Linked DNA regions of Sus scrofa: all the other regions are linked to region 1. A link is a contact called in public HiChIP or PLAC-seq data. All regions are on one chromosome and are shown on one strand. The core of a region is the stretch at or near the end of the contact, and the rest is flanking DNA. Distances in the headings are between cores, read along the strand shown. Region 1 has its middle 120 kb from the start of OLIG3. Region 2 has its middle 91 kb from the start of PERP. Region 3 has its middle 9.8 kb from the start of IL22RA2. Region 4 has its middle 48 kb from the start of IFNGR1.

Evidence for each region. HiChIP or PLAC-seq counts read pairs in DNA pulled down with a chosen protein or histone mark.
Region 2: an H3K27ac HiChIP or PLAC-seq map of alveolar macrophages shows a contact between it and region 1. The contact joins two enhancer-like sites. A contact is called at or near these places in 1 of 47 Hi-C or Micro-C datasets (embryonic fibroblasts) and 1 of 2 datasets of contacts at active chromatin or transcription factors (alveolar macrophages).
Region 3: a contact with region 1 is called in an H3K27ac HiChIP or PLAC-seq map of alveolar macrophages. The contact joins two enhancer-like sites. A contact is called at or near these places in 2 of 47 Hi-C or Micro-C datasets (embryonic fibroblasts and epiblast stem cells) and 2 of 2 datasets of contacts at active chromatin or transcription factors (alveolar macrophages and skeletal muscle).
Region 4: an H3K27ac HiChIP or PLAC-seq map of skeletal muscle shows a contact between it and region 1. The contact joins two enhancer-like sites. A contact is called at or near these places in 1 of 5 promoter capture datasets (liver), 16 of 47 Hi-C or Micro-C datasets (alveolar macrophages, embryonic fibroblasts, epiblast stem cells and 8 more) and 2 of 2 datasets of contacts at active chromatin or transcription factors (alveolar macrophages and skeletal muscle).

The regions. Positions count from the first base shown.
Region 1 is chr1:26,679,312-26,682,670 of Sscrofa11.1, reverse strand. No RefSeq gene overlaps it. Among named protein-coding and RNA genes, the nearest start is that of OLIG3, 120 kb to the left of the region's middle. Within about 2 kb of position 1,855, at least 8 of the 83 cell types and tissues checked have an H3K27ac peak or open chromatin away from gene starts, as enhancers often do. A contact at or near this core is called in alveolar macrophages and skeletal muscle, where this site is marked.
Region 2 is chr1:26,390,656-26,393,753 of Sscrofa11.1, reverse strand. No RefSeq gene overlaps it. Among named protein-coding and RNA genes, the nearest start is that of PERP, 91 kb to the right of the region's middle. Within about 2 kb of position 1,848, at least 13 of the 83 cell types and tissues checked have an H3K27ac peak or open chromatin away from gene starts, as enhancers often do. A contact at or near this core is called in alveolar macrophages, where this site is marked.
Region 3 is chr1:27,062,164-27,065,183 of Sscrofa11.1, reverse strand. No RefSeq gene overlaps it. Among named protein-coding and RNA genes, the nearest start is that of IL22RA2, 9.8 kb to the left of the region's middle. Within about 2 kb of position 1,588, at least 13 of the 83 cell types and tissues checked have an H3K27ac peak or open chromatin away from gene starts, as enhancers often do. A contact at or near this core is called in alveolar macrophages, where this site is marked.
Region 4 is chr1:26,987,364-26,990,752 of Sscrofa11.1, reverse strand. No RefSeq gene overlaps it. Among named protein-coding and RNA genes, the nearest start is that of IFNGR1, 48 kb to the left of the region's middle. Within about 2 kb of position 1,647, at least 18 of the 83 cell types and tissues checked have an H3K27ac peak or open chromatin away from gene starts, as enhancers often do. A contact at or near this core is called in skeletal muscle, where this site is marked.

The DNA.
Region 1 (3,359 bases), core at 606-3,105:
TTCAGGAGTCAAGAGAAACAAAGCAGAAAAGGGGGGGTGGTCTTTGATAATGAGACAGGCTGGGACCTGGGACCTGGGACCCTTGCTGTGGTAGCTGCAATGCTTGCACCTGGACAAACATCTCCTTGAGCAACAAAATCCGAAGAAACTATAAGGGACTAAAATTAATTGCGTACATGCACCATTGGGGCAAATTACAGGCCAGAAGATACAAAAAAATCTAAAACCCCAATTGCTACTTCTGAAGAGCTGAGAGCAAAAGCAGGGGACTGTGCATGGGCCCTGGACCCAGCGCCACCTAAGGGGTGGGCAGACCACCTAAGCCACCCCTCTGGCTTGGTCCCTGGACCCGCCCCTGCCAGGAAGCAAGGGAACCTGTTATTTGTTCTTCCCCTTCCCTCCCCACCCCCCTGTTATAGCAGGAGCCCCAAGAGAGTCTTGCTTGAATTTTCCTGTCCAGCCTCTTACAATTTCTGTTGATGAAGGGAGGCCAAGAACCCAGATCGGTAACAGTAACAGCAGCCAGCCCTCAGAGGGGGTCAGGGATCATTTTTGCCACTGTGTTATGGCCTTCTAGAGAAACCCCATGTACTTGGTCTTAACCTTGAGCCATTAAAAGGACCATTTATGTTCTGCTAGAAACATCACTGGATGAGATTCCCACAGAGCTATTTTCCTTTCCCATTAGGGGAATACTGTGTGTGTGTGATTCCAAATAATAATGTGTCGTTTATAAGGTCTTTATGTTTGCTAGGCTAGGCAATTTATTCATCTTAATCCTAAGCCACAAAGCAATTCTCTCAGGAAGATAAGATTATCTTTATTCCACAGATATGAATAGGCAAAGTTCAAGAACACTTAGCTAGTAAGCACTGTGGCCCTGGCTAAATCAGGCCACCAAATCCCCCCTTGTCCCTTTAGTTTGGCTTCTACCAGGCTGTCCCCTTGGCCCAGGCTCCGTTCATCAGATCCCTTTGTAGCTATTAAGCTATTCTTAGGTCCCCCCTACCCCTCGGTCCTCTCTTTCTCCTCCCCTGAATTTGTAATCAGGTGTCCTGCCTGGAACTGCACCCAACCATTTTTTTTAAACCTAAAAACGAGTTACCATTTAAAAGTTATCATCCACTTCTGCCTGAGCTAAACGTACTTCTGGGGCAGACTCTCCATTTCCTGCTTTCTTCTCTCAGAATCCCACACAGCACGAATATGAAGTCACTTTACACCCGTGGTGGGTGGGGGTGGTGGCAAATTGGGAGGATCCCTACCCTGAAGGCAGGTGCCTTTGGGAAATGAACTTCCTGATCCTAGCGTAATTCGAGCCCGCGTCTCTGTGCCAGCTGCCTGCCAGGCTGGGTTTTAAGCACATTACATGCATGTCTCATATGATCTTCAAATGTATCCTGTGAAGTGAGGATTACCTTTAATCGAATTTTACAGATTAATTACCATAATCTAATTTTAGCGACAACAGTGGTTTTTGAGGGACTTGCTCAAGGCCACTTTGCAGCGAAGGGGAGGATGGAAGGTTCAAAGTCAAGGGCTCTGGAGGCTGAGCCATATATATGTGCGTCAGCAGAAGTCTCCTCTGCACAGATCCAGATCAGCCATGGATGTGCAGGGGCTGTTGGCAGGATGCGGAGTGTTCAGGACATGGAGGCAGCCTGGACTCTGGAAGACAGGCTCCCCAGGCCCTGGGGGAGTCAGGCAGGAAGGCCATTCTGTAAGGGGCTCTGAGGACAAGCCTGGGCTGGTCAGGCTCTCAGAGAAGCCACAGCTCATAGTAACACTGGGAGTTATGCTCTGTGTACTTTCCCTTCAGCCATCCCTGAATTCATAGTAAACCCAGATTTTGAAACTTCCTGGTTTCTGCCATGCTGTGGACTATTAAGAGCAGTGGCGAGCCTGCATTTGGACTGTGAACACGGGCTGTGAGGCCAGCACACATGGGTTTTATCTTGTTAAACGGAAGCTTAAAGAAGAAAGTAAGAGTTCCCGTGGTGGCTCAGTGGGTTAAGAACCCAACATAATGTCCGTGAGGGATGCAGTTTGATCCCTGGACTTGATCACGAGGTTAAGGATCCGGTGTTGCCATGAGCTGTGGTGTAGGTTGCAGAGGCGGCTCGGATCTGGCTTTGCTGTGGCTGTGGCATAGGCTGGCAGTTGTAGCTCCAATTCAGCCCCTAGCCTGGGAACCTCCATATGACATGGGTGCGGCCCTAAAAAGAAAAAAAAATGAGGAAGAAGAGGAGGAGAGAAAAACAGAGGAAATAAAAAAGGAGCTAGGAGTATTTGTTAAAAATACCCTTTGTTTATTAACATTGAACATATGCTACCCTACCAACCTAGCAATTCTATTCCTGGATATTTACGCAGCAGAAATGGGTACCTAGGATCACCCAGAGCCCAGAGTATTTATAGCAGCACTGTTTGTGATAGCCCCACTCTGGGAACTATTCAATGCGCACCAACCATTGCAGGAATAAAGAAATCAGGAATATTCACCTAATGGAATATGATCCAGCAATGAGAATAAACAATTTCCAACTACACACAGCAGCATGACTGAATCTGACACATGTTGTTGGAAAAAGAAGCAAGATATAGGAGCAGGCAGGCTGTATGAGTCCATTTATATAAAGTTCGAAAACAATTTATGCTGGGAAAGGTCAGCAGGGTTCTGGTCTTTGTTGGGGGAGGCGGAAGTTCGGGGGAAAGCAGGAAGGGAGAGTCTGGGTGCGAGTAAATCTCTGTTGCTTGATCAGGTCAGTTGAACATTTGCCGAGTGATATACTTAGACATGTGCACATTTCTGCATGTACATTGCACTTTAATATAGTATTTTTTAATGAGTTCATGTTGTGGAACAGTGGTAATGAACCGGGCTAGTCTCCATGGGGACATGGGTTCGATCCCTGGCTCTGCTCAGTGGGTTAAGGATCTGGCATTGCCATGAGCTGCTGTGTAGGTCGCAGACATGGCTCAGGTTCCTCATTGCTGTGGCTGTGGTGTAGGCCGGCTGTGCTGCAGCTCTGATTTAACCCCTAGCCTGGGAACTTCCATATGCCATGGGTGTGGCCCTTTAAAAAAAATATATATATATATATGGTATTTTATAATAAGAAAAAGATGCCTGATCCCTCAACTAAAGATCAGAATGCCTAGGCAGGGTCATGGCCCTGACACTATCTGCACCCGTGGACAGTAGATGGGATTCTGGTGCCCAGAGCAGGAGGGCAGTCATTTGAATGAAGGCTACTCCTTCTCAGGGTGATCACATAATGCCCTGGGAAAACAAACTGGGAATGTTCGACTGTCTGAGTGACACGTGCCAAATCTCATAGGGTAGGCAGATGAGGGAG
Region 2 (3,098 bases), core at 599-3,098, 290 kb after region 1:
AACCTGCCTTGGAACATGGTTTTCAGCAACAGGGCAATAAGATAGGTTTTAGGGTGATGGAGACAATGATAGGACCCTTGTCACAGTTTTCAGACAAGAAGCCAGCCCGGTGAGCCTGGTGATCCTCAAGCTTGTCTATGGCAGCCCTGGAATCAGAAGCCCATTATCCCCACAAACGATTCTGGGAGCTCCCTGGGAGGAGAGATGGAGAGGCAGACGGGACCTTCCTTTGGCACAAACATCGAACGTGATAAGGGTTTGGGGGGCAAGTGTGAGACCGGTTCCCGCAGCCTCCGTGAGTGAAAGCACCTGCCTTCTGCTGTGCCTGGGGAGTTTACCCTCAGTTCCGTGGTTCTCTTTGTTCAGAAGCTTTGCACGTTCGACTCTATGTGGTTTGGGGAAGACCGTTCAGCCTGATCCGGGTGTGCTCCGAAGAAAGGAAAGGGAAAGAAAACTCAGCTTTGCGTCTCCCGCTTTTCTGCCCAGCCTATAAAACATCTGTTACTCTCCCTGATTCGAAATGAGGAAATGTAGGTTCAGAGGCGTGAAACACCCGGGGGTTGTGGGGAAATGAACACTGATGACCGAGGTCCTTGGCCACGTCCGTCTTCCTCTCTAGGGAGGGGGCGCCGGCGCTCAGAGCTGCAGCCAGGGACTCTTAGGAGGCCCTGGGGGAGCAGGAGACCTTCCCGTGGTGAACAGTGAATTCAGCCTCGGGAATTAGCGAAAGGCAGCCGTGTCCAATCCCCAGCTGTGTCAGTGTGATTTGTAATAAGAAATACATGTTTTGGAGTTCCCGTCGTGGCGCAGTGGTTAACGAATCCGACTAGGAACCATGAGGTTGTGGGTTCGGTCCCTGCCCTTGCTCAGTGGGTTAATGATCCAGCGTTGCTGTGAGCTGTGGTGTAGGTTGCAGATGCGGCTCGGATCCCGCATTGCTGTGGCTTTGGCGGAGGCCGGTGGCTACAGCTCCGATTAGACCCCTAGCCGGGGAACCTCCATATGCCGCGGGAGCGGCCCAAAGAAATAGCAAAAAGACAAAAAAAAAAAAAAAAAAAAAAAAAAAAGAAATACATGTTTGGTCTTCATCCTGGTTCCTGACACGGAGCCCCGGAAACCCTTGTAACCTCCTACGTGATGAGAGGACCAGAAGCATCTTTTGTTCTAATGGGGTGACTCTGGGTGGGACCTGGTCAGCAGAAAAACCAAGCCATGATTAGAGGCTTGGAAGTTTTAGCTCCCCCACCACTACCTCCCTGGAGAGAGGAGAGGGGCTGGAAATGGAGTTCATGATCCATTGTGTCTATATGAGGAGGCCTCTATAAATGTCCCCCAGAAAGGGTTCAGAGATGCTCCAGGTTGGTGAACACATCCCTGTACCAGGCTGGTGATGCATCCCAACTCCACGGAGACAGAAGCACCTGCATCCAGGACCCTTCCAGAACTCACCCTGTGTACCTCTTTGTCTGGCTGTTCATTTGATCCTTTAATAGACTAGCCAACGTAAGTGAGTGTTTCCCTGAGTTCTATGAGCTGTTCTAGCCAGTAATTGAATCTGTGGGGAAGAAGACCATGTAGGAAGCCAGCTCCGACAGAAGCTGTAGGTAACCTGGGGGACCATCCACTTGCAGTTGGCATCGGAAGTGGGAGGGGAGAAGTCCCTGGGGACTGAGCCCTTAACCTGTGGGATCTGAAGCTTGCCCCAGGTAGGTCATATCAGAATCAAGTTCAATCGTAGGACACCCAACTGGTGTCACAGAAAGTGCTCAGTGGGGGAAACCCCACACATATTTGGTGAGCAGAAGGATCAGAGGTGTTGTGACTGTGGCAGTTGTGTAAAGGAGTGACACACAGGAGGGCAGAGTGGATGGTCAAAGTCACCAGCCCAAGCCAGAGCCCCAGCCATACATTGAACCGTATTGTAACCAACCTTGCTGGGAATCTAGAAACTCTGTATTGCACCAGTTTTAGCTATCTGTGATCTGTTTGCTATTTGTCTTATATATTCGTGATGGGCAATTCATCTTTTAAAAGCAAAAGGGCCCTAGGACTTATCTTTAGAGAGGACCAGGAGAGGAGAGGGGCCTGGCTCTCTGGGGACAGGAAGCCTTGGGAAAGCCGGCTGAGTCACTGGAGGCCACAAGAAAGGAAGAGTGAGGCCCCCAGAGGCGTGTGCTTGACAAGAGGCCATAAGCTGAGTAAGAAGCAGAGAACTGTACAAAGTCCTCTGACAGGTGCAGGGCTGGAGAGGGAGGAACTGGGCTTCACACCTGGGTGGGAACAACTGATCAACCTGTTGAAACCCATTTCCCATAAAGGGAGGGCTGGTGGCTGCCGGGTTGGCTCTGTGAGCCACGTGGGCTGATTGCAAAGGGTGAGGATCGGGCTCATTGAGAGCGTGTTCATTTCAAGGTCACACACAGGGTCTGTGACATCTGATAACGTTGCGGCAACCTGTCCCTGGTTCTCAGGCTCCAAAATCAAGGATTTGTGATTCCCAACTTGGGCAACCGGTTCAAAGGTGAGCCACAGTCAACAAAAGCGCTAGACTTTATTCCGCAGATTAATCTTGTACTCTGTGTGTGTTTATTGCACAAGACACTACATTTGAGGGGGAAAAAAACGTTGGAGGTGCTCCAAGTCCCAACCTGCAGGAATGAATGAGAACTTGGTCCCACAACACCCTGCCTCCCCTCTGTAGTTAACCCCCCTTCATCTACCTTCAATGTCCACGCCATCTTCACGCTTCCTTACACATACCTGGCAAGACCCCATCCTGATTAAACTCAGCCCTCTGTCATTCTGTGCCTGCAACCCTCCAGCTGCACAAGGCTGGAAAAACCACCCCACCACGGTGGCTGGTCTTATCTTAAATTTCTGGCAGCAAATGTCTACCATTCTTCTAGGTCCATCCTAGCCCAAGTGGTTCTGCTGCATTTCCCCAGTCACTCTCACTCCCGTGATTTCCTAGGTGACTGTCATGCACCTCCTCCTCTCTTCAGCCCTCCATCACATTCTCCCTCTTCCTGACTCTCAGCTGAACACTTGATTCCAAGGTCATAATGAAAGCTGAAGCCGCAAGAAGAGAAATTCTGCAC
Region 3 (3,020 bases), core at 339-2,838, 380 kb before region 1:
GTCTAACCTTTTTTGGTCATCTGACTGTAATCCCATACCTTTATTCTGTATTTTATTGACTCAGTTCTGGCTTGCCAAGAATTTTTGCAGTTCTGCAGAAGTTTTCAAATTTTCTGGAATCACAGAAACAGACAATTCCTCTCCCTCTCTCTGTCTCTAAACACACACACACACACATACACATTTAACTGCTGCAAAAAGAGTAAAACTGACAGGGACATAATGATAAGCCAAATAGAAGTGATTGTGTGGACAGTTCATTTAGTCCACAAATATTTACTAAGCACTTGCTCTGTGCCAGGCACTGTCCTAAATTCTGGAAATATTACAGTGGATTAGACAAACTTTTCCTTTCATAGAGCTGATATCATAGCATCTGTGTAGAGGGGCAGACACGTGGTTACTCTTTCAGGCAACAAGCAGTGCTAAGGAGACAAAGCAGTGTGCAGGGAGAGAGATGCCAGGGAAATGCTGCTGCAGGTAGAGGCGGAGGGAAGGCCTCCCTGAGGGGGTGACAAGTGAGCAAAGGCCTGAGCTGGGTGATCTGGGGAGCCCTGCACCGTCTAAGAAGGGAGAGCAAAGCACAGATGAAAGAGCAAAGGCATGTGGCTGGTGGGGAGGGAGTGAGGGGCCAAGTACTGGCCATGAGCCAGAGGCCATGGCAAGGTGTTTGGATGCACGCTGAGGGAAGGGGAAGCCACCGGAAGGTGTTAAGCAGGGAAAATCTGTAATAATAAAATGTCACCATGAAGGCAGTTGGGCTAGGAACACTTCCATTGTTCCTGGTCTGGGTCCGTGCAAAATGGAAGCCGTTTATCTTCTGCCTCTAAGTGGCGACGTTTGACTCTGCCAGATGGTGCTGCAGATGGGTAGGAGGGACAGGACAGTTTGAAATGGGAGAGAAAGAAACTGAATGAAGAAGAGTATCCTCGAAGCTCCCATCGTGGCTCAGTGGTTGGCGAATCCGACTAGGAACCATGAGGTTGCGGGTTCGATCCCTGGCCTTGCTCCATGGGTTGGGGATCCTGCGTTGCCGTGAACTGTGGTGTAGGTTGCAGACGCGCATTGGATCCTGTGTTGCTGTGGCTCTGGTGTAGGCCAACGGCTACAGCTCTGATTGGACCCCCAGCCTGGGAACCTCCAGATGCCATGGGTACGACCCTAGAAAAGGCAAAAAGACAGGAAAAAAAAAAAAAAGAAGAATATCCTCATGTACATTTAAACAGGAAAAAAATAATAATTCTGCAGCTCAGGATCCTACACGTGTTGTTCGTTAGTCTTGGAAGTTTCTTTTTCGCTCGCTCTCCCTGCCCACACCACCTGCTTTAGGCTTGCATGCCACCTGCTCATGCAAGGAGGCTGACATGGTCCCCCATCTCGACTCAGGCCCCAGTCCTGCTCCAGCTGCACCCTGTGCTCACCCTTCGTGACATCTGTCAAGTTGTAACGAAGAATTTGATGATTTAATTGTTGATCACCTCCTGCCCTTATGGTGGCTTATTTTTACGACATGCCTGTATTAGGCCAAGTTCCGCACTAAAGGCGGTATGAGATAATCCCCTAACCACACTATGTGCTAAGTATGGTTATTACCCCAGCTGCAGAGTAAATTGAGCCAAAGAGAAGGAACTTGCTCCACTTCACTTGGTGAGGAGCCACGTTGAGATTCTAACTCAGCACTTTGACTTCAGAGCCTCTGCCCGTGACAACCACAGCCCTGCATTTATTTGGGACTAGGGACCGCCCATGTGTGCTTAGGTGTTAGGAAGTACTGAATAACTGTTGACTGAAAGAAGTGATTTCTTAGACCCCATCATCATCTGAAATTGATCCATCTCTAAGATTTTGAATTTAGAGCACTCCTTCTCCAGCCCTGCTTTCTAGCCCAGGGTGGGGTAGTGTCAGGGACGCCTGTTGTTCAGGCCCACATGCTTCACCCTGCCTGTTGAGTGAAACACACCGTTCTTGACTCCTTTACCAGCAGGAGAGAAGGGCCAAGTTCACCCTCCACTCAGTGGCGCTCTAGATGCCCTCTCCTTCCTAGAGATTCGAGGTTGGCAGCACCCCCCATTGCTCTCATCATTTGGAAAAACTGGCTTTGTGCTGACCAGGTGCGGGACAGGTGGAACCTCCTCTTCCTCTCCAAGCCTTAATTTCTTCATTTATAAAATGCAGATAATACAGACAAGGTCGCCCATAGCAACAAGGTACCATAGGTAAAGCATTCGGTGCAGTGCCCGGTGCATCGGAAGGGCTCAACACATATTAGTGGTTGTTTATTCCTCAGCTCCCAGGTTACAGAACTTTCTAGAGAATCTCAAAGTATTCCCCCAAACTTAAACTTTCATCTTTAATGGGGAACTGGATGCAAGCCAGCATTCCTTTTTCCATCTTCTTGTTGGCATAGATAATTCATCAGATATCCATTTCTGGCTTACCTTTATCTGCTTCTGCTTCATTCCTCCCCTTTCCCCCTTAGTGTTTCACTATTTTTTAAATATTTCTACTTTTATAGTCTTTCAACAAAGGTTGAGCATCCCAGAAAACATCCTCTATTCTGAGATCTCTCTACCCCTGAACAACAGCAGGCAGCTGAGATTTACCGGAGAAAGCATGGGAGGCAGAATCCCCGCTCCGCCACTTACTGGGTAATTCTCTTCATCTGATGGCATCCTCATTTTAAATGGGGACAGCAAGTCCACCTCACCGGGTGTTATAAAATGAGATGAGATTTTTTTTTCTTTTCCTACGGCCACATTGTGAAATATATGAAGTTCCTGGGCTAGGGGTCGAATCGGAGCTGCAGCTGCCTGCCTACACCACAGCCACAGCATAATGGATCTGAGCCTCATCTATGACCTGCGATGAAGCTTGTGGCAATGCCAGATTCTTAACCCACTGAGCGAGACCAGGGATTGACCTCACATCCTCACAGAGACAACAATGTGTCCTTCACCTGCCGAGCCGCAATGGACCTCTGAGATGGGTATTTTTGAAAACAGTTCAATAATTATCCATCT
Region 4 (3,389 bases), core at 398-2,897, 310 kb before region 1:
ATCAGTAGGTAAAGGATCCGGCGTTGCTGTGAGCTATGGTGTAGGTTGCTGCTGTGAGCTATGGTGTAGGTTGCAGACACAGCTTGGATCCTGAGTTGCTGTGGCTCTGTCATAGGCCGGCAGCTACAGCTCTGATTAGACCCCTAGCCTGGGAACCTCCATATGCCACGTGTGCAGCCCTAGAAAAGATAAAAAGACAAAAAAAAATGCATATATGTATATGCATAACTGATTCACTTTGCTGTGCACCTGAAACTAATACAACATCGTAAGTCAACTATACCCCAATAAAGTTAAAAAAAAAAACAAAAAACCTTTAGGGGCCCTGATTATAGCAGGGAATACATGGCTTCTCAAAGATTTGACCTTCAGCTTCCTTCTAGGCGCTCTCTCCTCGCTTCCCTCCCTCCTTCACCTACACTCTGCCCCGGAAGGCTGAAGGACTGAATTAGCCACACCCAGAACCATGCTTCAGGCTAACGCTCATCGCCAGCAGTGCCACCCTCCTCCGTGTGTTCCTGGAGACACCCCGACCCCACCTTCTTCACCTGGCAGACATCTCCTTTTCCTTCAAGACAGGCTTTAATCATCACCTCCTGAGAAGTTTAGAAACTTTTCCCAAGTTAAAGTGCAAAGACACTGCTAACACTTCTCAGCTCCATCTCCACTGCTAGACTGTGGCCAGGCTTTTCCTCCCAGCATCCAAAGGAATGGTTCCCGGGATAAAAGATATTAGTTAGACAAATGCCTTTACCAAAACACAACAACATCATAGAAAATTATTCGATTCATATTGAAACTCTGACTAGGAAATAGATGGTAAATATTTATAGTTTCTCTGACTAGAAGCTTCTCCATTGCCTGCACAGGTAGAGTTATAACATAACTTACTCCATTTACACTGTACAAAATAAAATTTCCACTGTGCTTGTGGAAGCTCTACAGTGTTTTTATAGGCCACGCGGTACATATTTTTCTAATTCATGCAACAGGCTAAATACTTGTGCACTTTTAGAAAGTATTTGTTCATTTTCTCGGCTCTCAAAGAGGTTAAAGTCTAGACTAGGTGTTAGAGCTGGGTGATTGCCTTGCAAAAGAAGTTCTCGTCCTGCCTGTACTGTGATCACCAGCTCCAGGGGTCTGGTGAAACCCCCTCACACCTGACCGTGATTCTCAGACTAAACCCAGAGCCCAGGACATGTCCTCTCTGTGTGGGGTCCCGTGATGATGTCCTCATTGTGTGGCAATGGGGCTTCCTTCCCACATTGGACTCCAGGATCCCAGGGCTGACAAATCCCCTAGTTAAATGTACCTTTTTTTTTTTTTTTTTCTTCTTTTCTGTATTAATGCTTTTTTTTTTTTTTTTTTTTTTTTTTGGCCATGCCTGTAGCATGCAAAGATTCCCAGGTCAGGGACCCTTCCCTTCTTAACTCCACTGTATCCATGTCCTTTTGATGTTCTAACAAATGACTACAAACACAACAGCTGAAAACAGCACAAACGTATTTTCTCATAGTTCTGGAGGTCAGAAGTCTGAAATGGGTTTCAGTGGAAGAAAAGCCAGGGGCAGGCAGCCTATGTTCCTATCTGGAGGCTCTGGGGGAGAGTCTGTTTTCTCGTATTTCCAGCTTCTAAAGGCCACACACATTCCTTGGCTCATGGCCATCTTCCGCCACGTCAGTGCCAGCGACTGCAGATTGAAGCCTTCTCACATTGCATTATTCTGAACGTCTCTTCTGCCTCCTTCTTCCAGTTTGAAGGGTTACATTGTGATGCCATTGGCCAACCTGAATAAGGCTTAACAATCTTGCAAGATTCTGAGTGATGGGATGGGGACCTCCTTGCGGGAGCAGTGGTCATTATCTGCCTACAACAGTCACCACTTCCATGGTGATTATCATTTTCACGCAAATGTATATAGTAACCTGATTAGTCTCCATCCTTTATGAATGTAATGAGTATTTATTGATTGCTTTGATTATGAAAATGAGTTAAAATATCTCTGCTCCCAGTCTGATTACAATATACACGGCCAAGCAAATAATTATAAAACCGTGAGAAGAGGGCTGGATCTCTTCACTATTTTCCACCAGCCCTGGCAGGAGCTTAAAAGGATTTCTGCAGATAAAATGTTCAGAGAAGAAAGAAGCCAATGCTCAAGCCACGTCCCTGAATGAGATAGGAGATTGGAACATTAGGGGAAGGTTCCCAAAGGCAGGCTTCTCCAGACAGACTCTTGAAAAACGTGCGGAATTTACCAGATAGAGAACAGAGAGAAAATGATGCTTAACAGAGAGGATAGAGAAATCTCTAGACTGTGAGAAAGCGGGTGGGGTTCGGGGAACTGCAGGTACTTTGGGATCTCCAGAGCAGCGCTGTCCAATAAATCTTACTGCAGAGGTGGAAATATTCTGCATCTGGTGATGCCCATCGGAGCTGCCACTGGACACCTGTGGCTCTGGAGCACTTGAGACAGAGGGACTGGGTTTTTAATTTAATTATTTAATTTAATTGAAATCTAAAGAATGTGCATGTGACTAGTGACTGCCCCACTGTCAGCACAGCTGCAGAGCTCAGAGGGTCTCTAGGGAATGACGAGAGGGGATGGAGTTGGGGCAGTGAGTGGAGGTTAGATTACAGGTGGCCTTTCTTGCTATGCAGGGAAGTATGATTTTAGCTTTTAGAGATGGGGTTTTCAAACAGAGTTCCATGGATACTGCTGGTTCTGTGGATGTGGTTGCTCAGAACGGCTGCCAGGGCTGTCGGGAAAGCTGGGGGAGACCCCAGGAAGGCTGAGTGGGTGCGTGGAGGTCTGTTCCCCCTCCTCCCATTAACCCATCTCACGAGTCTCCTTCAGCTGAGCAGCTCCAGTTTTATCATTTTGTTATGTGGGGGTTTTGTACGATATTATGGGGGGAAATGACTGCTTTAGGGAACGACGAGAAACAGGATGACAGATTTGCATTTCTGATAAATCCCTCGATCTAGAGGTTAGATTTTGATGGTAAAGAAGGTACTGGAGGCAGAGAGAGGGGTTGGAAGTTGATCTTGATAGTCTGGACAAGAGAAGGTGCTGCCTAAACTGAGCAGTTGCAGACCAGTGGAGCATCAGGGCAGATTTAAAGGGGACTCAGGCGGGAGATTAGCCAGGCTTTGGTGAGCAGTCACATGCTGGGAATAAGAAAGAAGAAAGAATCTCTGATCACTGCATGGTTTTGAGAGAATTTGTACCAGAATGATAACATTGCAGTTTTCCTTTGGTCCTTGCGCTACTGTAGCAAAGCATTGAAATGGTGGGCATTTTACAAATTTATTAAAGTGAAAGTACATTTTGAGACAGTGAGAGTAAAAAAGGGGGCCTGCCTCAATTTATAGTTGTTTTATATCCT